Regions from separate parts of the Mus musculus genome. Here region 2 is linked to region 1. Evidence: chromatin contacts called from public HiChIP or PLAC-seq data. All regions are on one chromosome and are shown on one strand. Each heading gives the region's core, a stretch centred on a gene start, on an enhancer-like site or on the middle of the called end of the contact. The rest is flanking DNA. Distances are from core to core; before and after follow the strand shown.

Region 1 (3,683 bases), core at 459-2,958:
TTCCAGAATGCCCCGCTCCCACCATCCGGCCCACCTCTCTTGGGTTGGGGCTTCTAGAGAGGAATCAAAGTTGCAGGATTGTGGGAGGAGTCCGCAGCAGGAAGTTGAGGTGCTCTGCCATTGAAAAACTGGAAATCTCTTGAGGGCGGTGCCTAAGTCAAGCTGTCGCTCAGCCTTTTCCTGTGTCCTGCGTGCTAGGCGTTGGGCTCTGTGCTGAGGACATAGAGCGCAGTAAGAAAACTGGTGCCTACTGGGTGGTCCAGTGAGATCCACCCCACACAGTTAAAAATAAGCTGGATGCTGACCCTAGCAGGGAAACTTAGGAGCAGCCAGAGCAAGGCTGGGCCTAGTCACGACAGTCTGAGACATCAGGGCTTTGGGGGCGACCAGCGCCGAGTTTCCTTGACCCCGCGAGTGATGTAGTGCACTCTAGAACGGGGTGGACACTCCAGATAGCACCACTGATTCCCGGAAGGAATCCTCCTCTGTATTTGGGAGCATGTAACTAAGAAAGCCCATCAATGCAAAGGGGAGAGTTTGACTTTAAAGTGGGCTCCAAAGGGTTTGTGGAGGTAACTTCTCCTGAGAGGCGGGGCGAGGCGGAGGGCGCTGTTAGTAGGACAAAGCCACTAGCAGGATTCTGGTGGGGGAGACTTTTAAAAGCTATATGGACTGAGGAACACTCATCTTTATCACATCTTCTTGTCGGTGTATGTTTTAATTTTTTTCTCACTACATTTATTTATTTACTTATTTATAGGTTGGGTGGGGGCACATGTGGAAGTCAGAGGACTACTTGTGGAAGTCAGTGGCCCAGGTTTTTGTTTGTTTGTTTTGAGGCGGGATTTCATGTAGCCCAGTGACTTCAGACTTCATATTAGCTGAAAGAGGCCTGCCTCCATTTCCCAGATGCAGAGATTACAAGTGTGCACGATCATGCCCAATTTTATGATGTGTGCTTCCTGCTTGGCAGGAAAGCATTCTACCAACTGAGATGTATCCCTTTGGTTTTGAGTTTTTGAGACAAGTTCACTCTGTTACACCAAGCCCATCTGGAATTCAGGGCACTCTTCCAGCCTTAGCTGAACCTGGAAAAGATAGCACTGCAGGTGTAAACCATCACACCTGCCTTCTGTCCCCCTCCTTTTCTACTTTGAGACAAGGTCTCACCACGTAACTATAACCTGTAACTCAATATGTAGACCAGGCTGGTCTTGAACTAATAAGAGATCCACCTGCCTCTGCCTCCTGAGTGCTGGAATTAAAGGTGTTTTCCACTCTAATTGACCTATTTTATTTTCTTACAACTGCAGTCTCATCTGTTCCTTGGAATGCAACCCCCACACCCCAAATCCACCTGGGGCAGGGCCTCATTCCTCAGTTTAGCTCCATGTCCTTAGAGCCTGCTGTTTAATAAACATGTAGATAAATATTTGTTGTATGAATGAAAAGCCAAGCAAAGAGGCCTACACACAGCAAGCACGTAAAACAGAAGCTCTTGGCCCCAAAAGGGCATCAGTCTGTCTCCGCGTAGATGGAGAAGCTCTGGCTTAGAGTAACTTAACTCTTACAGAAGCTTGGCAAAGTTAGAATCTGGAGTCATCACTTTTCCCTTGGTTTGTTTCTGGCTCCTCCCTCTTCCTTACCCCACCCAGACTGGGAGGTGAAGGGTTAATTCCTGGAAGCCCCTTTATCCCCTTACCTGAAAGGGATGGGTCAGGCAGGGAACTTCCTGTTCCATTTCCCGGGATTCCTTTCCCAAACTAGGCTACGCTGCCTCTTACCCTGAATTCTCCCAAGGATCCCCAAACATCTCGGCCTCAGGCGTCGGTACCTGGAGTGGTGAGTTGGAGGGCTGGGGTGTAGGCTTACAGCACTGTGGAGAGTGAAGGGTGTTTCGGGGGACCTACTGGTAGGCTGAGAGCTAGAAAAGTCTTGGTTATAATGAGCGGGTAACTCGTGCTGGAGACTCCAAGGCCACACAGCATGATGCATTTGTGGCCTTGGAGACATGAGGGAGGGTCCCAGAAGTGACGATGCCATGCGTTCCTAGCACCAGAAGGGGATCTCTGCCTTAAAAAAAAAAAAAAAAAAAAAAAAAAAAACAAGTTAACAGAGTTGAGCAAGTTAGACTGCTAGCAGAGAAAGGGGGTTATTTCTTGCAGAGGACCACTCTAGCTCCCTAGTGTGTAGGTGGATTTTATAGCAGTACCTACATACAAATTTAGACCGGCCAGATTTCACTAAAGAGCTTTCTCGCCCCACACCCAGCCAACCCCCTACAGAGGTGCATATTAATAGGCCTTTTGTCCTGGAGACCTGGGGGAGGGACAGGCTTTCTAAGGCCTACTTGCCTGAATTCCATCTCTTGGAAACCTCTGGCAAGTCCTCACCTAGAAATTCCAGCTGCTGTGTGGTTAGGCGGGCCTTTGACCAGAATCTAGAATTCTCTCTTTCTTATCTATGCTGTCATACTCCAAGCTAATACTGGCAAAATTTCATGGGGTAGGACGCAAATAGTGGGTTCGGAACCCCATTTCCACTTTAGCAAGCAGTATTGCAGCACCGGGTGAAGCTGTGAGTAAATCACCTTGGACTCTCTGAACCTGTAGGATTAATAGGTTGATCTAGCAAGTGAGTCCGGGCGGGATGAAGTGAGCAGCAGGCAACTGACTGGGCTGCTAAACGCTTGGAACTCACGAGCATCTGCTGCAGAGTGGCCAGAGTGACTTCACTCTCTAATTGTTTTTATTTTTTTAAGGTTTATTTATTTTATATACAGAGGGTTTGTATGAATGTGCATCTGCGCACTATAAGAGGGAACTGGGTCCCACCAACAGTTGGGAGTTGCCATGTGAGTTCTGGGACTTGAAGTCTCATGAGCTCCGGAAAAGCAGCCACGCTCTGAGCCTGGAGCGCCTCCATATCATATTTCATATGCTTCTTCAGACAGCGAAATGCAATGCTGTTTCCTGTGTGTGTGAGCCAGAAATTAGGGCTCGATGTGCTGGCTGGGCACAGGCCCTGAAGATACTACTCCAACCCCTCTTTGTGTTTTTATTTTTGAGAAAGAATCTCACTAAGTTGCCCAAGCCAGCTTTGTACTTCACTTAAGTCCAGGCGAGCCTGAAACTTTCAGTCCTGCCTCACCTGTGGCTGGCTCCATAACCTCTCTCTCCTTTTCCTTTTTGTTTCTAATATGTTTGTTGTTTTCTGAGACAGAGTCGTGTATCCTTGAATCACCAACTGAGCTGAGGATGACCTTGAACTCAATTGATCTTCCTGTCTCTACCTCCCAAGTTCTAGGATTTAGAGGACATTTGTATACTGGGGATTGGACCCACGGCTTCCCACATGTTTGGTAGGGCTAGCACTCTACTAAGAGAACTACATCTCAAGTCTCATCCTCCTAGTTTTTGGGTGTTTATTACAGATTTTTTTTCCCTGAACCGTACTTTGATTCTTAGGACTTCAAAACTTCAAAGTGGCAACTACTACTACGTAGTACTATTATTATTGCTGTTCCATTGCACGTGTTCAAGTCATTAAAGTAAATCACTTCAAATGACAGGCAAAAACTTACTGAACTCGAAACAATGCCTCTTGCTCAAGCCAGGAGAAGAGATTGCAGTGAGCAGTGATTAGGGTACAGCAGCCAGTGGGTGATGTGTTTCAGGGCCCCT
Region 2 (3,683 bases), core at 810-3,309, 650 kb after region 1:
TTTGATTCTTCGTTTAGTAGGATAACAGAAACACTTGGCACACCTACAATGGATCACTTAAAGGGAAAAAAAATTCACAAGCCTTGGTGAGATAAAAAGTTGCATCTAAAGATGATTTAATCGTTACTGTCCTCTATTCACACAAGAGACTAGTTTTAAAATTAAATAAAGTGTACCATATGAATTACTTAAGATACCACCATTCCCCAGCACTCGGGAGGCAGAGGCAGGTGAATTTCTGAGTTCGAGGCCAGCCTGGTCTACAGAGTGAGTTCCAGGACAGCCAGGGCTATACAGGAAAACCCTGTCTCAAAAAACAAAACAACAAAAAAGATACCACCATTCCTTTTATAGCCAATAAATATTCAGGGAGAATATCAGGTAACATGTAACTTGAATGTTGGAAATTTTCTAATCCAAGATCTACATGACAACCAGAGCTGGAGAAAGCAGTCGACACTGATGAACATTCAGTTTTCCTTGAACTGTACTCAAGAAGGTACTTTTGGGGCCAAGAAACTGCTCAGCAGTGAAGGCTAGCTCACAACCAGTCAGTAAGATCCCTTGGACTTTTGCTATAGCCCAGGCTGGCCTCAAATTCACTAACATTAGCTGAGGTTACCCTTGAACTCCTGATTCCCCTACCTCTACCTGCCAAGTACTGCATTCTAAGTATTAGTCACTATGGCCAGCTTACATTGTTTATATTTGAACATGTGACTATCAGCATATGGTTGACCAAGGGACTTGCATAGCATAGACTGGGAACTCAAATTAGCAGGCCGTTCTGTAGAACATGGAGGCCAGATCCATCCCAGAGCAGCTCTCAGCTTGGCAGATGGTGAGAGCTCCCCAGTCCCCAAACAGAGGGGTCTTCCACACTCAGCTTACAGTGCAAAATCACCCCTTCCTAGCACCGTGGACCCTTTAATACACTCAGTTCCTCATGCTGCAGTGACCCCCAACCATAAAATACCTTCATTGCTACTTCATAACTGTAATTTTGCTACGGTTATGAATCTTAATGTAAATATCTGATATGCAGGATGTCTGATCTGCAACTCCTGTGAAAAGGTCGTGTGACCCCCCCAATGGAGTCGCGCCCACATGTTGAGAACTCAGGCACACAGCAACTGGACCCAGACATGCTCTTCAGATGAGCTCTTCTCCTCCACAGTGGGTTGTTCCAATATTTACTTCAGCAATTCATTCTTCATTCAACGCCTATGGCTTTTTTCCCTATTTCACAAAGGGCCCCCACATTACCCCCCCCCCCCAAGGTCCTGCCTTCCTACTTATAAATGCGCCTATCTTTCTACCTATTTTTCCTCCTCACACTGAGGCAAAAGTGGCTGACCTCGGGCTTTCCATCAGGAGGTCTCTAAGAGACTGTCCACTCCCAAACTCTTCACCTGAGTCTTATTGGAAACCAAATTTACAGCAAAGGCCAAATGTATACCCAGAGAGCTATAATTCCCAAACATTCTAAGAATATTATCATAACAGTTTCTTGACTCGTGTGCTCTAGAGCATGTCTGGAAGTGTTTAACCACTCTAACAAGTGAAATCGCACCCCCAGGTCGTGAGACGTTTTCACGGGGCAGATCCTGTGGCCTCAGCCAACCCTCAGGTGATCAAGCCGCCCACAAGAGTCCGGACAGGGCCTGAGATCGCTCTATATCGTGTGGATTGCCCACGACTTCACAGATAAGTAAAATCGTAGTTTGCTAAGTAGAGAACCTAAATAGCCCTGGGGTAACAGGAGAGGCATAGGCGCCGGGCGGGCATTTAAACCGCGCGGGCGGGCTCGCAGTCGGGGATACGTGCCTACCCCGTGCTTTGGGGGATGCGACGCGCACTCCCGGGTCACAGGGGCCCGAGTCCATGCTCCTCCGGCCTCCGTTCCGTATGACCTATCGCCTACCCGGCTCCCGCCAGCACTCACCACCGCCGCTCCCCATCGCCGAGCTCCCTCCACTGCCGCTTTAGACCGCTCTCAAGCGCGCCCGCGCCTGGGGCAAGTGCACGGAGCGCCTCACGCAGGCGCGGGCCCCACCCCCGCCCCGTTTTCAAACGCGCCGGGAGCTCCTACTGGTAGGACCACAGAGTTACGCCCCCCAGATCACTAGCCTCTCCTGCCCCGCAGGCTCTGGGCATTTGTGATTGGCTACACCAGGACGCGAATTCAAACGCTGGCTGTCTATTGGCTTATCGCTCGTGGTTGACCCGCCTTCTCCGCTGGGCGGGGGACGGAGGAGTTCAGCTGGCGCCGGCGGGCTATCCTAAAAAGCCCGCCCGGAGGCAGAGAGGGCTGGTCTTCTCCCTCCAAGACTTGTCCTACCGTCCGGAGTTGGTCGTGGCTTACTACCTGTCCCTCCCACGCGAGCTTCCGGCCGAGGAGACTGCATTTGGAGGCGCCAACTCCAACACTGATGTGGAAATTGCAGAAGCTGGGCTCCGATGCCGGGCAGCCACAGCCACAGTCACAGTCTGCTGAGCGATGTGTTCACTCGAGTACATGTTCCGTATTCTCATGAGATGATCTGTCGAGAAAAGACAAGTGGTCTCTTGAGGGTGGAGAGCGAGGAATAGGCCCAGGCTTATCCCCACAGCTTGGGTCAGCCTTCATCCCCTCCCCGAAGCCAGCATGCTCACTGTATCTGACCTGTGCTGGAAGCTGGATAGCAAGACCTCTAGTGGGTCTGAGACAGTTAATAGGGAATGGCTGTTCACAGCACAGAATATTAGAGAACCCTAGAGCAAGACTTGGGATTTGCTCCCCATTGCTGCTGATCTCCATGGGGAACCCTCACACTGTCTCTTTTCCGGAAGACTATACTGTTTTCCAATTTGTTACTTTTTCTTTTCTTCGAGACAGGGTTTCTCTGTGTAGCCCTGGCTGACCTGCAACTCACTCTGTAGACCAGGCTGGCCTTGAACTCAGAAATCCGCCTGCCTCTGCCTCCCGAGTGCTGTGATTAAAGGCATGTGGCACCACCACCCAGCTACTTTGTTACTTTTTTATCTTCCTCCTTTTGTACTTTGTTACTTGGGACAGAAGTGCTGTTTTCAGAATTTGCTTTTGGTAGCCTCTGGAAGGTATTAAAAAAACTAAATCTAACAATGAGCAAACCCGCTGTCCATCACATTTCAGAATACATAACAATCTATCTGGTCCCCTGGTTAATCAGAGTTACAAAGTCATCAGTTGATCAGTTGTCTTTTTTTTTTTTTTTGCTCTACCTTGTTTTGTATCCTACTCAATTTCAGTTTCTATTATTTATTGGAGGCGGGTTTTGTTGGTTTTGATAAAGGGTCTCCCAATGCCCTTCAGCTAACAACCTGACACTGCTTAGAGTCATCTGAGGGAGACTCAGTTATGTGATTGCCCATATCAGACTGGTCTGTGGCCATGTCTGTGAGGGATTGGTATGATTGATGACTGAGAGGGTTCAGCCTCTCACCACCTCTGGTGGTGCCATCCCTAGGTAGGTGTGTCTAGGCTATATAAGAAAGCTAGCTGAGCATCAGCCAGACAGCACTGGTCCATGGTCCTGCCTTGGTTGAGCTCCGGCTCTGACTTCCTTCAATGATGGGTTGTGACCTAGAAGTGTAAGACAAATAAATTGTTTTTGGTCCTGTTGTTTGTTAGAACAGAAAGCAAACTAGAAAACCCCACGAAG

Evidence for each region. HiChIP or PLAC-seq counts read pairs in DNA pulled down with a chosen protein or histone mark.
Region 2: a contact with region 1 is called in an H3K4me3 HiChIP or PLAC-seq map of embryonic stem cells, with 6 times the contacts expected there. The contact joins the promoter of Ccnf here to the promoter of Zscan10 in region 1. A contact is called at or near these places in 2 of 115 datasets of contacts at active chromatin or transcription factors (embryonic stem cells and pancreatic cancer cells).

Annotation. Positions count from the first base shown.
Region 1 is chr17:23,599,118-23,602,800 of GRCm38.p6, forward strand. Zscan10 (zinc finger and SCAN domain containing 10) reads left to right here and starts at 1,709. Exons shown (of 7, transcript NM_001289481.1): 1 at 1,709-1,842. It also overlaps a transcript of Zfp13 not described here.
Region 2 is chr17:24,249,350-24,253,032 of GRCm38.p6, forward strand. It overlaps Ccnf (cyclin F), which reads right to left and starts at 2,060. Exons shown (of 17, transcript NM_007634.4): 1 at 1,946-2,060; 2 at 1-56. The coding sequence starts at 1,961.